Regions from separate parts of the Mus musculus genome. Here region 2 is linked to region 1. A link is a contact called in public promoter capture Hi-C data. All regions are on one chromosome and are shown on one strand. The core of a region is the stretch at or near the end of the contact, and the rest is flanking DNA. Distances in the headings are between cores, read along the strand shown.

The links. Promoter capture Hi-C pulls out the DNA fragments that hold promoters and counts their contacts.
Region 2: a promoter capture Hi-C map of embryonic stem cells shows a contact between it and region 1, with 3 times the contacts expected there. The contact joins the enhancer-like site here to the promoter of 1700072I22Rik in region 1. A contact is called at or near these places in 16 of 39 promoter capture datasets (the 3T3-L1 cell line, 3T3-L1-derived adipocytes, the C10 cell line and 12 more), 1 of 15 datasets of contacts at CTCF or cohesin (the NIH/3T3 cell line), 1 of 484 Hi-C or Micro-C datasets (embryonic stem cells), 2 of 115 datasets of contacts at active chromatin or transcription factors (embryonic basal ganglia and forebrain) and 4 of 9 other capture datasets (adipose tissue, liver, macrophages and 1 more).

Annotation. Positions count from the first base shown.
Region 1 is chr11:103,634,707-103,642,607 of GRCm38.p6, reverse strand. 1700072I22Rik (RIKEN cDNA 1700072I22 gene) reads right to left here and starts at 3,672. Exons shown (of 2, transcript NR_131143.1): 1 at 3,297-3,672. It overlaps Lyzl6 (lysozyme-like 6), which reads left to right and starts at 3,718. Exons shown (of 5, transcript NM_001356472.2): 1 at 3,718-3,784; 2 at 5,665-5,850; 3 at 7,455-7,613. The coding sequence starts at 5,712.
Region 2 is chr11:103,931,073-103,938,973 of GRCm38.p6, reverse strand. All of the region lies in intron 1 of Nsf (N-ethylmaleimide sensitive fusion protein), which reads left to right. Among named protein-coding and RNA genes, the nearest start is that of Nsf, 19 kb to the left of the region's middle. Within about 2 kb of position 3,038, at least 9 of the 459 cell types and tissues checked have an H3K27ac peak or open chromatin away from gene starts, as enhancers often do. A contact at or near this core is called in embryonic stem cells, where this site is marked.

The DNA.
Region 1 (7,901 bases), core at 2,423-4,922:
GCTAGTGGAACACGGGAAAAGAAGCTTTGGACTCCCAAGCAGCTTAGCGATGACAACTCGGGCTTAAGCGTGGGAAACCATTTTCAGTCTTGCAAGCATAGGCTTGGCAGTGAGTCTTTGATGGCAGTCAGATGCTGCTGGCCCAAGGAAGGGCCAGGCATGTAAGTCTCTCATCACTTGCATCAGGACCTGCGAAGGCTGGATATGGAACTCTGGATTTGGGGGCACAGGTCCAGGGGTAGCTCAGGCTAAACTTGTATTCAGTCTTGTAACCCACCCACCCACCCCCCCAAAAACTGTTCGGGCATAGGGATCCTTCTGCCTGCGACCTGATGCACTGTTAGGTAGCCTCTGATACTGTACTGGCCGCTTTTGTGGGTCAACTTGACACAAGCTGGAGTTCTCACAGAGAAAGGAGCCTCCCTTGATGAAAGGCCTCCATCAGATCCAGCTGTAAGGCATTTTCTCAAATAGTGATCAAGGGAGGAGGGTCCAGCACATTGTGGGCACTGCCAGCTCCCTGGGCTGGTAATCCTGGGTTCTTTAAGAAAGCAGGCTGAACAAGCTAGGAGAAGCAAGCCAGTAAGCAGCACCCCTCCATGGCCTCTGCATCAACTCCTGCCTCCAAGTTCCTGCCCTGTGTGAGTTCCAGTCCTGTCTTCCTTTGGTGATGAACAGCAATGTGGAAGTATAAGCCGAATAAACCCTTTCCTTCCCACCTTACTTCTTAGTCATGATGTTTTGTGCAGGAATACAAACCCTAACTAGGACACACACCTTTCACACTGATGGAACCAGCCATATGATTTCTTCTGGACAACCAAAAAGGTAAAGCAAGGGGCTGGTTTGAGAAATGTTTGTTTCTGGGCCTGGCTGTCTTGGTACACTCACGACATTATCTTACCTGCTATTACTAAGGTTTTTTTTTTTTTTTTAAAAAACCCAGGTCCCATGCATGCAGCACCCATGAAAGCCAGAACTGGGCAATGGACTCTTTAGAGCGGAAGTTACAGATGGCTGTTAGCGGTTGTTACATGGCTGTTACATGGTTGCTGACACCTGAACCTGGATCTTCTGCAAGAGCAGACAGTGCTCTTAACTGCTGAGCCATCTCTCCAGCCGCTGGCTAGATGGATTTTTATGACGCGCCATTTGAAAAAGGATCCTACTTCTGAAAATGGTATAAAACTGCCATCACAAGGCACAATTGCTCAACACTACAACGGTTAGTTTCCAAGGAGACACACTATACATTATTGTTTATAAGAAGGATCAGTGATTAGCTGATGGACCAAGTTTAGCCACAGCCTGTGTTTGCAAAATTTTACAGCGTCACAGACAGACTCACTTATGGGTGCACTATCTGCGGCTGGTTTTGTGCCACGTTGACAGAACCAAATGGTTGTAGCAGAGATCTTATAGTCTGCAATGGTGAAAATACACATCATGAAGGCTTTTATAGAAAACGGCTTCATAAGAATTATAAAGAAGAGGGGGGGGAGACTGGGTTGAAAATACATCTTAGCAGTTAAGAGCATGTACTGCTTGAAATAGCAGGGCTAGACACTGAGGACCGACAACCACTCACTGACAATGTCACAAAAGAAAGACATGACATGCTTGTGATGTTAATGCAACCTAGAATCATCTGGGAGGAGAGTCTCACACACACACACACACACACACACACACACACAGAGAGAGAGAGAGAGAGAGAGAGAGAGAGAGAGGGAGAGAGAGAGGCTGTCTACTTTGGACTGCTCTGTGGACATGTCTGTCCCGGGTTGTCTTAGCCAAGTTAACTGATATGGGAAGAGCCTACCCAGTATTGGCAGCGCCATTCCCTAGGCAAGGGATCTTGCCTTGTTTAAGATGGAGAAAGCAATCTGAGCACAAGAAGGCAAGCAAGCACATGCAGACACTCATTTCTCTCCACTGTTCACTGGGGGATGTGACGTGACCAGTTGTCCCAAGCTCTTTCTACGACGACTTCCTAGTAGTAATGAACTGTATCTTGGAATTGCAAGCTAAAACAAACCCTTTCTCTCCTAAATTGTTTGTTGTCAGGACATTTTAATCACAATAACAGAACTAAAACCAAAAGCAATGTCTTTGGGAAGACAGCTAGACTTGTCAAAAGTTTAAACCTTCATCTAATTAGGCATCTAGACTCAACTCTCAACGAACAGAAAATGGAAAAAAAAAACCAATTGGGAACATGTTAAGCTACATCACAGATTTGCAACATGAAATGTGGCTATTTCAAATAACAAGAGCTGGACATTAGTGCTCAACAGAAAGCCCATCAGGACTAGAGAGACTAAGGCAGGAAGAGAATCATGAGTTTGGGGCTAGCCTGGGCTACAGAGTTCTTGAAAAAAAAAAAAAGACAATTTGCTCCTGAGAGGGAGCTAAGCCTGCTGGTAACGTCGTCGGAAACAAGTTCAGCTTTAGGCTACCGCCTCCCAGCTCTGAGACTTTGGGATGGCTTAACTTCTCTGCAGCTGATTCTTAGGAGCTCTGTGAAGACAAATGGATTCCCTGCCTGCTGTGTTGAGCGCTGTATCCCACTGGCGGGGCTCATTTCAGGGTCAACATTTGTTCTCAGAGGGAGGCTTGTCTGCAGCATCCATGGGCACTTCCCTGTCTCTTTCCCCTCTCTTTCATTGAGTCATTCATCCCCGTGCCCCACTGTTTGCCATATGCTAAGCAAGCTAGTTAAGTCGGTGATGCTGCAGCATCTGGTCCACTAAGTTGCCTGTCAGCTCCACAAACCAGAACCTGCTGCCCCTTAAAAAAAAAAAAAAAAAAAAAAAAAGGTCTGGGAACACAGGGAACTCTCCTACTGCTGATGGACAAACAAGGCAGATTCTGAACCAAAGGAACCCAAGCCGACATTCAGGCTGTACCAAGAAAAAGAGAATGGTGCCTGCTAACTCCGAGAGGGAGGCTAGGTCATCTAAGGGACGGCATTTCGCAAAACCAAACTTTAAATCCACGTCTTCTTGGACATGGGCTGCTTCTGCCCTCTAGTGGCTGCTGGCTAGCACAGCAAGTACCAGCTTCAGGCAGTTGAGCTTTGTTTCCAGACTTCTAAATTACACTATGTTTCTCTACCATGCTTGACCCGTAATTACCTTTCCTCGAAATGTATCTTGTTTAATGATAGTAATTTCTAAATATTTTTTCGGCACCATTCTAAAGTATTGCCATGCTATAGTAGGTAGGTAGGTCTTCTTTGTGAGCATGTAACAGAAACACAACTCAAATTTGTTTATGTAAGAAGGGATACTCACTGAGTCCCAGAGAGAGGAAAAGAAGGTGTGTGTGGGTCCTTGAAGGTTGTTTCTGGACTGGATTCTGGACTCCACAGACTTTCTACAAAAGATTGGAGCTGCACAGGGGCCCACAGAAATCAAAATGCAGGGTATAGGTCCTGAGCAAAGTCCCACAGCTCTGCAGAGTTACAATCAGAATATAAGCACAAACCCTGCAGCCCAGGGGCAGGATGTGTAGGTCCTCTTTAGAAACTAAGGTTGTCCTGTTCTCAGAAAGGAAGGGAGGTATCAGGGTTCTGCCCATTGGTCCGCCTTACACCTTGCCTTCCAGACCCATCTACCATTTCTACCTAAAGCCTGCACAGTTTGCACAGTTCAAACCGGCATATTTCCTGGAGAGTGATGATGTCACAGAACCAGAGTTCCAGAAGGCTGAGGTGGCCAAGAACACATGCCTTCTTGAGACGAAGGAGAACTATTAGCCAGATGGGGCCAGAGAGTGCTTGGTAAGGAAGAGGAGGCTCCTGCCACAAACCATCTTGTCCTGTAGATCCTCCCAGAAGGGCCTGGGCTGGCTGCGAGCTAGGGCCAGAGAGGTATGCTTTGAAGCTGGATAGGGCCACATTCGGGGACTACTATCACCCCAAAGGGAATCCCTGAGGGGCTCCATGGGCCAAGCCAGACATTCCTGCATCCCAAGGCTTGGGGAAGCCTATCTCTGAGGTGCATTCTGCATCAGAGTAGGGAGGGCTGCAGGACATATCTGAATTAAACAGATATTTGCTATTTACCGGAAAGTCTGATTTAACAGGACTTCATCTGTTCTATTTGCAACACCAGAGCAGGGTAGTGAGAGCATCCAGAGAATGTCCTAAGTGCATGCTGTGTGACAAGGACAAATCAAGAGACCAGAAGGCAAGCAAAGCCGCCGGAGAGGCCACGTCATCCCTACATATGATGAAGGAGAGGGAGGGATCCTGGCCTTTGCCCTCAGCATCATACACCTAGTTTAAAGAGAAAGACACACATCCTAGGGCAGGACCAGCCCACGTGTGCGCTCACAGAATGAACATTTTGAAGGACAGAACCCAGTTATTTTATAGATGTTTCCTTCTGTTTAGGTTCATTTCTTTATGCTTGGACCCAGGCTTCCCATCTGTGGCCAGAACACCTCATTAGAGCTTATGCATCTTGAGGTTTCCCATCCAGAGGTGCAGAGTGTCCCTTTGTCCCTCACTGATAATGTTAATTTTAATTGCAAAGTCAAAACATTGGGTTTTGCTACGCAATACGGGAATGACCAAGGCCATGTATATAAGCCCTGATATTTTTCCAGCTTCCACCAACTCAGACCAGCCCCAATAGTAGTCATTATTCAAACCAATCACTGCCCAGGCTATGCTCCTACTGTAGCCTGGGAATCTGCCACATTTATAGGAGTCCTGGTTCCATTCTGTAAGGAATGTGAAACCATATCTTTTTGTTTATTATTTATCTTATTCATTACACCGTTCTGATTGGGCAAGTATTAGTAAATAGATCTTCATTTCACACATGGGAACCAGAGAAGTAAGTATGTTGTTCAAAGTCATACAGCAGCCCAGCCTTTGATAGCTGGTAGTGGGTGGGAATTCAGAGTCCTTGATCTTCAAACACACACACACACACACACACACACACACACACACACACACACACACATACACAGGCATACACACCATTAAAGCGAAGATTATTTATATAATACGATTATATTCGCTTGTTTTCTGATATGCATTTATACAGAAACAAAACAATAAAACCTACAAGCAGCCCTCCAGGAATGGCATGAGGCAGAGGTTGCAGTGGTGAAGGTCATATGTCATGTATCTGGGAGTATGGGTTGGGGCATATTGGCATCCCGTGTCCCTGCCCTTCCTCTGAAGGCACACGCTCAATCCATACCACAAATGCTGGTGAAACAAAATCTGCTCTAACTTTTGCCAACCTCACTCCCCATCCTGCTACCCAAACGTTGCTTGTGCCTAAATACCCATGAGAGGAGGACCAGCCACTGAAGCCAGAGTGGTCTTGATTTTGAACTCTTGAATCTGAGCAATGGGTATATGGAGGATCAGGAGATTTCTCTCTCTCTCAATCTTTCTCTCTCTCCTCTTATGTTAAATTTTCCGAGACAAAAAACATGATACGAACATAAAAGAACAGGCCCTTACCTGTGATACTAAGGCTCTGGTAGTAGAGGCAGGAGGATTGCTGAAAGCTGGCTACATACTGAGTTCCAGGGTAGGCTCGGGGTGTATGTACATCGAGGTTGAGGAGTGGGGAGCACTGAAACTTACCAGGTATTGAACATTGAGTGAGCGAGGAAATTTGGTTTCTCTCTCAGATCCCCCAGGCTCTCAGAGACTGCCTAGTGCCCTGTCTCCTTGGACAATGTTGAAGGCACTGTTCATCTGTGTGGCAAGCTGCCTTCTGGTAGTGAATGATGGCAACATCATCCATCGCTGTAGTTTGGCCAAGATTCTGTATGAAGAGGACTTGGATGGGTTTGAGGGCTACTCCCTGCCTGACTGTGAGTGTCATCTCCTTGGCTCCTTCCTCCCCACCCCTCCTCTGGATCTCTTACCTGCCTTCCTTCGCCATTTGTCTTTCCAAGTTGAGTTCAGAGAACCATCTCCCTGCAACAAGAAGCCTCTCCCAACATGTCACATCTCAGCCAGTAGCTATTAACTGAGCTCTTACCATGCACTACTGCTTTGGAGGTGAACCAAATTCTTTCCCTCACAGAGCTTACATTCTAGCACAGCAGCGAGCACTCACGCGGATACCCAGTGTTGGCTGGTGGCGGCATGTGCGTGAAGAATGTGGTGCAGGCATGCAGTTCCCAGAGTTGAAGGCAAGAGGATTGCTCTGAGGCCAGCCAGGGCTCGGTAGCAAGTTCTTGTCTCAAACAAGCAAAGGAGAAGCTTAAGGGGGTCAGCAGATGGCTCAGGGGGTGAAAGCACCTGTCACATTGTAAGCATGACAACTTGAGTTTGATCCTTAAAATAATGACTTACAACAACAACAACAACAACAACGTGGGAGCCAGAGAAACGCTCAGCAGTTGTGAGCATGCTCTGCCCATCCAGAAAACCTGAGTTTGGGTCCCATATGAAGCAGCCTATCTGCGACTCCATCTCCACGGGACCTGACACTTCTGGCCTCCACGGGCACCCTGCAGTCACATGCACATACACACAGTCATGCATATGCATAGTTAAAAAACGATTTCTTATGCATCTATAATCCCAGCACTCGTGGAGAAATGGGTGGCAGAGAGAGAGAGAGAAAAACCAACCTGAAGCTCCCAGGCCCAGCTAGTGTGGAATACACAGTGCAGCCGCAGAAATGGGAGAGGTCCTGAAGGACAGAACTGACTTCAACATGTTCTCTCTCTCTCTCTCTCTCTCTCTCTCTATCTCCCTCCCTCCCTTTCCCTTTCCCTCTATCTCTCCCTCTCCCTACTTCCCTCTCTCCCTCCCTCTGACTCTCTCCTTTCTCCTGTCTTCCTCTTTCTCTCTCTCACACACATGTACATGGGTAACACTGTGGAAACTGAAGTCAGGGGAAGGCTCCGAGGAAGTGGCAATGGGCCGTGCTGAATGAAAGAACCACATGACCAGAAGAAAAGTATTCCAGGCCAAAGGAACAGCCAATGCAAAGGCTGTGTGGGAGGGAACTCTCTGCTCCATCTAAAATTTGTACATACATGCCTTTTGATATGTTCTCCACTTCTCCTGTTCGCTTGCTCTCCCCTTTGCTCCACCCCCTCAGCCCCCTCTCTCTCTGTGTTAAACCCATACTTTTGTACTTTTGTTCAATCTGTACTAGGCCCCTTGAAGTCAATACGAGCCTGTTTGGCTGTGCATAGCTCCTGGCAAACAGTAGGTACTCAGCAAATGCATAAAACATAAGTAGGTGGAAAGATGGGGGGATGGCTATAAAATGGAGGGGGAAATGGACCGAAGGATGGGACAGATAAGCCTATGGCTTTTTCTAGCTCTTCAGGCATAGCTAGGCTCTTGGGCCTTGTTCTCTCTCCTGATACCTTGCTTCCACCCCCTTTTATGTCAACTCCCTACCCACTCAGTCTAGATCCTTGCTAAAGAGCCTCCCTCTTCTCTCTTTTCTAAGGGCTGTGCTTGGCTTTTGTGGAAAGCAACTTCAACATATCAAAGGTGAACGAGAACGTTGATGGTAGCTTCGACTATGGCATCTTCCAGATCAACAGTCGTTACTGGTGCAACGACTACCAGAGTCATTCGGAGAACTTCTGCCATGTCGACTGTCAAGGTCTGGCTGGGAGCCCTAGGGTGGGAGAGGTGAGAGAGGAGACTAGGCTCTACTTACAGGACCTTTCTTCCCAGGCACTGCCTGAGTATGTCCTTCCAGGGATGGTTTAAAGAGCAAGGAATCCCTTGACTGAGCAGATGAATAACCCCACAGTTGTTCCATCCTTGCAAGAGGTCTGAGGGTCCCTTGGGCCCAGAAAGACTTTTCATAGCCAGGCGTGGCCTTGCTGTCACACTGACAACATGCTATATAGTAAGCAGAGATATGCACAGGCATTTTATCCGCCCT
Region 2 (7,901 bases), core at 1,789-4,288, 300 kb before region 1:
CCAGCACTCGGGAGGCAGAGGCAGGTGGATTCCTGAGTTCGAGGCCAGCCTGGTCTACAAAGTGAGTTCCAGGACAGCCAGGGCTATACAGAGAAACCCTGTCTCGCAAAACCAAAAAAAAAAAAAAAAAAAAAAAAAAAAGAAAAAAAAGATAAAGTGTGGCCTGCCCATACAGTGGAACATAGCCAGGCTGTAGAAAATAATGACATTTTCGTGGCTATGCACTGCAACATGCCGGAGCCTGAGAAGCATTGCAGTGAGTGAAATAGGCCAGACGCACGGGACAAACACCATATGCTTGCGTTCTCACAGACAGCTTCTTTTACCCAGCATTACATTCATGTACATACATATGTACACATGCGAGCACACATACTCACCCCGTACACTCCCGTCAGAACACAGCCCAAGCACGTGAGTGAGGACGGTGCTGAGTACCTGTGAGAAAACTCCAAGACAGCGAGAGTCTTGTGAACCCGTTTCCTCAAAACAGGGAACTGATCTCAGAATGCCTTGCTATGCTCCCCTCCCAGGTGTAGCAGATAGCAGGGCGTTTTCTCCAGATTGCTCATTATTGCTTGCTGACGTTATTCAGTTAAATGTTTAAGCTCTCCTTTCTGTGCCTCTGTGGAAACACGGTTTTGCCACGTACAGCTTGTCCTTGTGATTGTCGACGGCTGGAGCTCATGAGAGCTCTACTCAGGTGATTGCTCTTGGTCCTCAGAGTATAAATTGCCCGATGCTCTGACTAAACTTCAGTTCGCCTCACGTATTGGCTCCGTTCTCCCAGGTCCCGCTGCCCGTAAATGGTAAATATATACACTGATGATTAATTTTTACTGAATACCTGAGTAGTATTTTGTCTTATGGCCACAACACTGTTGTTTATCCATTCATCATCAGGAGGACATTTGTGACCTTTCCAGTTTTGTCTACTATGAATACAGATGCTACGAACCTTTATGTTTAGTGTTTGTGTGGACGTAGGTTTTCGGTTTACTGACTGACCAGAGACCTGGGGCTATATTTGCTAGGCCATATAACCTTTATATGAAGCTGCTCTGTACTGTTGCCAGTATTTGATGTTATTGCTGTTTGATGTTCTCATTTTTTCCGCACGGATTTTCCCCCTGAAAGATCAAAGTGAAAGCTTCTTAAAATAGACATTTATAAAAGAATCTTGAGGACTCGACAGGTGTCAAGAGGTTCGCTCGTTATGTGCACAGCATTCGTCTGAGTCAGGGAATGTCAAGGATGCTCCAAGAGACTTGTGAAAATGACTATGGCACACCAAGCTTTTTGTTTCCCCCTCCCCCGCATCCCAGCCTCGTATCCCACATCTTCAGAATTTTTTCTTAATTAAATTACATTTAATTATGTGTGTGTGTGTGGGGGGGGCGTGGGTACGGAGGTTTCTGCATGAATCATGGCCTGCATGTGGGGAGCTTGTGGGAGTCAGTTCTTCTTCCACCGTGTGGGGCTTGGGGATGGAACTCCTCAGCTTGGAGGAAAAGCACATTTGCCCACTGAGGCTTCTCACCAGCCTGTCTTCAAGAGTTTAACAAGAAGCCCAGGTGTGGTAGTTACACATCTGTAATTCAAGCCCTGGGGAGGTAGAGGTGGGGGATTAGAAGTTCAGAGCCATCCTTGATTATATAATGTGAGTTGTAGGCCAGCCTGGGCTGCTTGAAACTATCTCAAAAAAAAAAAAAAAAAAAACCATAAAACAAACCAAAACCAACCAACCAACCACACACACACACACACACACAACCAACCAACCAACCAAAAACCAAAACCAAAACAACCCCCTTTTTCTTGTTTTTGTTTTTGTTTTTCGAGACAGGGTTTCTCTGTATAGCCCTGGCTGTCCTGGAACTCACTCTGTAGACCAGACTGGCCTCGAACTCAGAACTCAGAAATCCTCCTGCCTCTGCCTCCCAAGTGCTGGGATTACAGGCATGCGCTGCAAGTATCATCGGAGTTTATAGTGTAGGAGGTTCTGTGGTCTTGCAGGTGACCATTTATGGTAACATTTCTATGTTGCTCTGGACCAATCGTATCTACTGGAACCATCTGCAGTGGTAGAGATCAGGCACTTGTGATATTTGAAATGTGGATAGTGATACTCCAAAATGAAATTCTAAGTTTTCATTAATGCTACTAGTCCTAGGTCTGGGAGTTACTTTGTTGCAAAGTGAAGGTTTCTTTTCTCTTCCTCAGAGATGGTCATTTAAAACAGCCATGAACACTTGTGGCCATTCCTCTTCCTGCCTCAGCTTTCCCAATGCTGGGATTACAGATAGAAGTCATGGGCCATACGCCCCCTCCCCTCCCACACACCCTGCCCCACATGAAAGGGCAATTTTAAACCCTTAGTTCTTCAGAGTGATCCCCTAGGAGAAATATTTGAGTGGGGGCATGTCAGCTAGGCTGGACCTGGGGCAAGTTTCTGTGTATTCCTCTCTTTCCTGTGGGAATCTGCAAACCTCTGGAGAAATGGAGCCAAGGCCTGAGGCGAGAGGCCTGAGGAAGAGACAGCATGTTCTTCAGGGTTATAGTCAGGGTAGGAGGGAATGTCTGGTGATGAGCCCTTTCTAGTCTGCTAGCACACTCTGATTTTCTTTTCCCCTTTCCTTTTGGATAGGGTTTCTGGTGGTCCTGGCTGGTCTTTAGTCCCTTTGTAGCTGAGGGTCATCTTAACCTCCTGATCTTCGTGCCTCCACCCCTCAAGTGCTGGGATTACAGGAGCGTTCGTTACCACTCGCTGCCTCATATTGAATTTTTCTTTATTTGACCGTGCTGTTATTTGATTTAAAAGTTCACTCAAGTAATCTATTTTCTAAAGGAAACTTTTACATAAGACTGTGTTATTTAAATTGGCAAACTGAAATACTGTCCAGAAAATCCTGCTTAAAGCCTGCACTTTCCTCCCCCCACCCCTTTTTTCTTTTTGAAAAGAAGCAAATTCTCTGCCGTTTAAAGGCTCTGGAATGACCGATGTCATAATTACTTCCACTGGAGTTCCCTTTTGTTTGATAACCTTGACATTCTTTAAGAATTGCCAGTGGCCTATAGCCCACTACCCATACTGTTTGGCATTTTAAATTACAATGAAGACACTCCTATATCCTTAAGCAGTTATGTGTTCCAGTAACTTGAACAACTCACCTTAATAAAACAACCCATCACTGATTATAATTTCATGTTTAAAAGGCTATATGCCTGTAGTGTTTGGCTTGTATTTTTTTTTTTCCCTAGAGGCAAAGTCAGTTTTAGAAAAAAAAAAAAAGTATGGAATTTTTCCTTGGCATTTCTATGGTAAATAGACAACTTGACTATTTATAGGGACTTACACTTTGTTTTAAAATGAGATACCCTGCCTGGCTTACCACCAAAACACAGATGCTTCTGCCTTCTAATAGGGAGGCCCTTTCCTCGTAGCATCTGTTTAAATTGGCTGCCCAGATGATATCCACAGATTCCCACCCCCTTCCTATTAAAGGACATTGACAGGTAAACAGGTTTACAAATGAGGTTAACCTACCATTTTGTAAAGTTTCTATTGTGTTGGCTCTGTCATGGAAGTAATTTTGTTCCATTTATTGATTTATATTTTTCCAATATGTATATGTATGTGGTGTGCCTTTGTGGATGTATGTTTTTTGCATGTGTGTAGGTGCACATATTTGTGTACATACATGTCTTCTGTGTGTGTATATAAAGCAAGAGGATTATGTCAAGAATCACCCCTCGGGGCTGGAGAGATGGCTCAGTGGTTAAGAGCATTGACTGTTCTTCCGAAGGTCCGGAGTTCAAATCCCAGCAACCACATGGTAGCTCTCAACTATCTGCAATGAGATCTGATGCCCTCTTCTGGTGTGTCTGAAGACAGCTACAGTGTACTTACATGAAATAATAAATAAATCTTAAAAAAAAAAAAAAGAATCACCCCTCAATTACTCTTCATCCACTGAGATATCAGCTCTTGGCCAAACTCAGAGCTCCCATACATGGCTAGGTTCCTCATCCAGTTTGCTGTGTGGATCCCTTGTCCCTACCTTCAGAGCTATCTTCCTAGCCCCAAGTTGTGTAGTGATTAAGTCATCTGAATCTAATTCTGTGATATCCTAAATGACCTTGAAGGGATACTGCCTTGGACACTTGTCCTTTGGGTGGTTTGAATTGGGTTTGTAATCTACGATTAACCAGCACTCACTGTACCAGGCCCAGGAGTAGTCCTCCGGAAGTATGGACATGAGCAAAATCTAGTCTCCAACCTTAAGAATTATCCTAGGTATGATTCAAGTGTGTAGGCAGACAGTGAAGGTCATCTTCAGGGCTTCCATGCATGTCTTCTCAGTTCTGTGGGGAGGGGCAGCTGTCCAGAATGTCTCCTAGAATAAGTATTGTCTAAGCTGAGAACTGTAGAGTGTATAAGAATTGGCCAAGGAAGGGATGCAGATTTAGGGGAAAGATAATCAAGGGAAGAAACTTGAAAGTAAAGAGACTCTAGGAAGATAGAAAACTTTAAATTGTTAAGTTTTTGATGGATGGCTGGTCCAGGTGTGACCCTAACAAAATGCTCTTTCATTTGGAAGGTAAACTTGTGACCTTGACTCTGTTCATGTCATGGGAAATTGGTGCTTTCCAAACACTTGATCACGAATTCACATGTCAAATTATTTATATAATCCTAGTATGTCCATATTGCATATTCACTGATGTGCTGAGATTTTATACACACAGTCAAACATAAAAAAAAAAAAAAGAAGCAGCCAGTGATCAAATGTATAATCTCATATCTTTACCAGTGATCCCAAAGCGAAGCGAGAGTCATTGTTCTTCGGCATCTTGCTTAACTGTTTTGCGATGCATCTGCTCAAAGGCCCGTTCCCAAATTTAGCTTATTTTGTCACTTGATTTTAGTGACAATCAAAGCTTGGATCAAAGTAAAGGAATTTGGCTGTACTTTTGAAATTATGACATTGTTTTTTTTTAATCAAACTAATCACCATTTATGGAAATGTTTTACTGAAACGTGGCTAGTACATTTCCATCTGTCTACTGTTTTTCTTCAAATTAATTAAAATGCATTACACTTTCCGTGGTGCTAATACATGTGTTCAGAAAAACCCCTGGAAGCCTTCACTCGGATAACATGAAGCTTAAACTATTCTGTTTCTAACTTTAAAAACACACACACACACACACACACACACACACACACACACACACACACTTAGGGGTTTGGGGTTTCTTTGTCTTTAGGTTGAGTGTCCTGGAGGTCACAGGACAGCTTTCAGGAGTCAGTTCTGTGGTTCCTGAGGCTGGAGCTCTGGTTGTCAGACTTTGGCAGCAGGAGCCTTTACATGCTGAGCCACTGGCTTGAATATACTCTTTTCAGTGTTTTTGTTGTTGTTTTGTTAATAAAAGATTTAGATAACTATTCTTGCTTTCAACCCTCTTTGTTTCAGTTTTTGAGACAGGGTTTTTCAGTGACTTAAGTGGCCCATAACTCACTGTGGTGCCCAGGCTACCCTGATAGTTGTAGTCTTCCTGCCTTAGTGTCAAGACGGCTGTGATTACAGATGGGCACAACACCTTAAGCTCTTTTAAATATTTGTAGTTACCAGTAATCATATATGATCTTGAGAGAGAGAGAGAGAGAGAGAGAGAGAGAGAGAGAGAGAAAGGAAGAAAGAAGAAGACGAGGAGGAGGTGGAGGGAGAGAGGAGGCGAGGCGAGGTGAAAATGGTTGAGAGCCCTGGATGGTCTTCAGAGGACCAGTCTGGTTCCCAGCACCCATTCTGCATGGCTCACAACCATCCGTGACTCCAGCTACAGGGTCTGACACTGTCTTCTGCCCCCTCAGACACCCACACAGGTGTGCTGTCTGTCACACATACATAAAAATAATTTTTAAAGAAGAAAATGATGCTACTTCCTATCTCCATGTGGAGCGTGGGAAAGATTCAGTATTGTAAAGCCCCTGTTAAATAAAAAGGCCTCAGGGACATCCTGGGGCATCCTGCACACCCCTGGTTCTGACCAACCTGTGTTGGTAATTTACCTGTCAATAGGGCAGCGACTGCCAGTGTTTTCTACACTTCAGGACTTGTGTCTGCTCTTCTAGGAGAGCTGCTGTGGCATCTGATTAGCATTAATACGGTTTTGTGAAGATAAGGCTAGTTGCATTAACCAGCCCATGCCTTAAAGTCAGCAGAGAGAGAACTTCATCTTGGGTAATGAAACTTAAAATCCTGACAGGATTAGAGGGTTGTTGGTTTTTGTTTGTTTGTTTGTTTGTTTGTTTTAATGTCATTAGTTCTGGAAAGCTTATCTTCAATAACTATAAAATGAATAGAAGTACTAATATCAGCTGGGTGCTGGAGGTGTACACCTTTAATCCCAGTACTTGGAGGCAGAGGCAGGTAGATTTCTGAGAGTTCAAGGCCAGCTTGGTCTGCAGAGCCAGTTCTAGGATAGCCAGGGCTACACACAGAGAAACCCCGTCTTGAAAAACCAAACCAGGGCTGGTGAGATGGCTCAGTGGGTAAGAGCACCCGACTGCTCTTCCGAAGGTTCGGAGTTCAAATCCCAGCAACCACATGGTGGCTCACAACCATCTGTAACGAGATCTGACTCCTTCTTCTGGAGTGTCTGAAGACAGCTACAGTGTACTTACATATAATAAATAAATAAATAAATGATGTAAGCACCATTACCTAGCTCATTTCCTTCTTTCAAAAAAAAAAAAAGAAAAAGAAAAACCAAACCAACCAAATAAATAAATACCCCCCCCAAAAACCCCTCAAAACCCAAAGTTTGGTGTGGACATACACACCTGTGATCCCAACACCCCAAGGCCAAGGGAAGAAGGGTCATCATTTTAAGGCCAGCTTGTCTTGAGGGTGTCTCAAATAGTCAAAACATGAAAATAAAATAAAATAAAAAAAACCAAAACACCAAAACCCAACCACATATACAAGAAAAGGTTAAAGTGCATTATATCAGTTTGTATCTGGACAACAAATTTAAGGATGATCAGCTTTGGCTTGCAGTTTGAAGGATAAACACTTCGAACTATGGCTATTGATGTCAGAGCTGACCCCGGAGTCTGTGGAGAACAAAGGTGTTACTGAATAAAAACCCCCATGAGGCTGGGATACAGCTCACTTGGTGGAGCGCTTGCCTACCAAGCTTGAAGCCCCAGGTTCAATCCCAGAAGCACCTAAACCAGACACGGTGGCACACTCCCGTATTGCCAGCACTCAGGAAGCGGCGGCAAGAGGATTAGAAGCTCAAGGGCAAGCCTAAGTTTGAGGCTAGCCTGAACTATATACCGAGGTGTACCATTATTTAAGAGAATATTTGGCTAGTAGTTAACCAAAAAGGCCATTGGTTGCTGTTTTTCTTTTTGGGTACACCTTATAATTATTTTTGTTGAGAAATGTTTGGAAGCTTTTTGTGTTTTTTTTTTTTTTTGAGAACAGGAGCTTGCTGTGTAGTCTGGTCTAGCCTCAGACTTTCAGTAATCTTGCTGCCTCAGGCTAGAAGATGATTTCCTTTCATCTATAGGAAATACAATTTGTAATCACTTGGGGTTTCTTATAAAAAGATGCCTTTTCATAACACCTTTTTATCAAATTTACTACTTGACTTTATTGCATTTTATCAGTCATGATTCTTTCCTATGAAAGAGATAGAAAATCAATTCAAATAAGCTTGAGCAAAAGAATATATCGGCTCTAAGCAGTAGTCTGGACTGGCCTCAAGGACTTTAACTTGGTTGTCGGGTCTGTGTTTCCAAGTGTGTATCTGATGTGTGTGGCCTTTGCTTTCTGTAGGTTTCTGTTGATGCCATTTAGAGTGGAAAGCCTTTATGCAGTTGTGTGGTA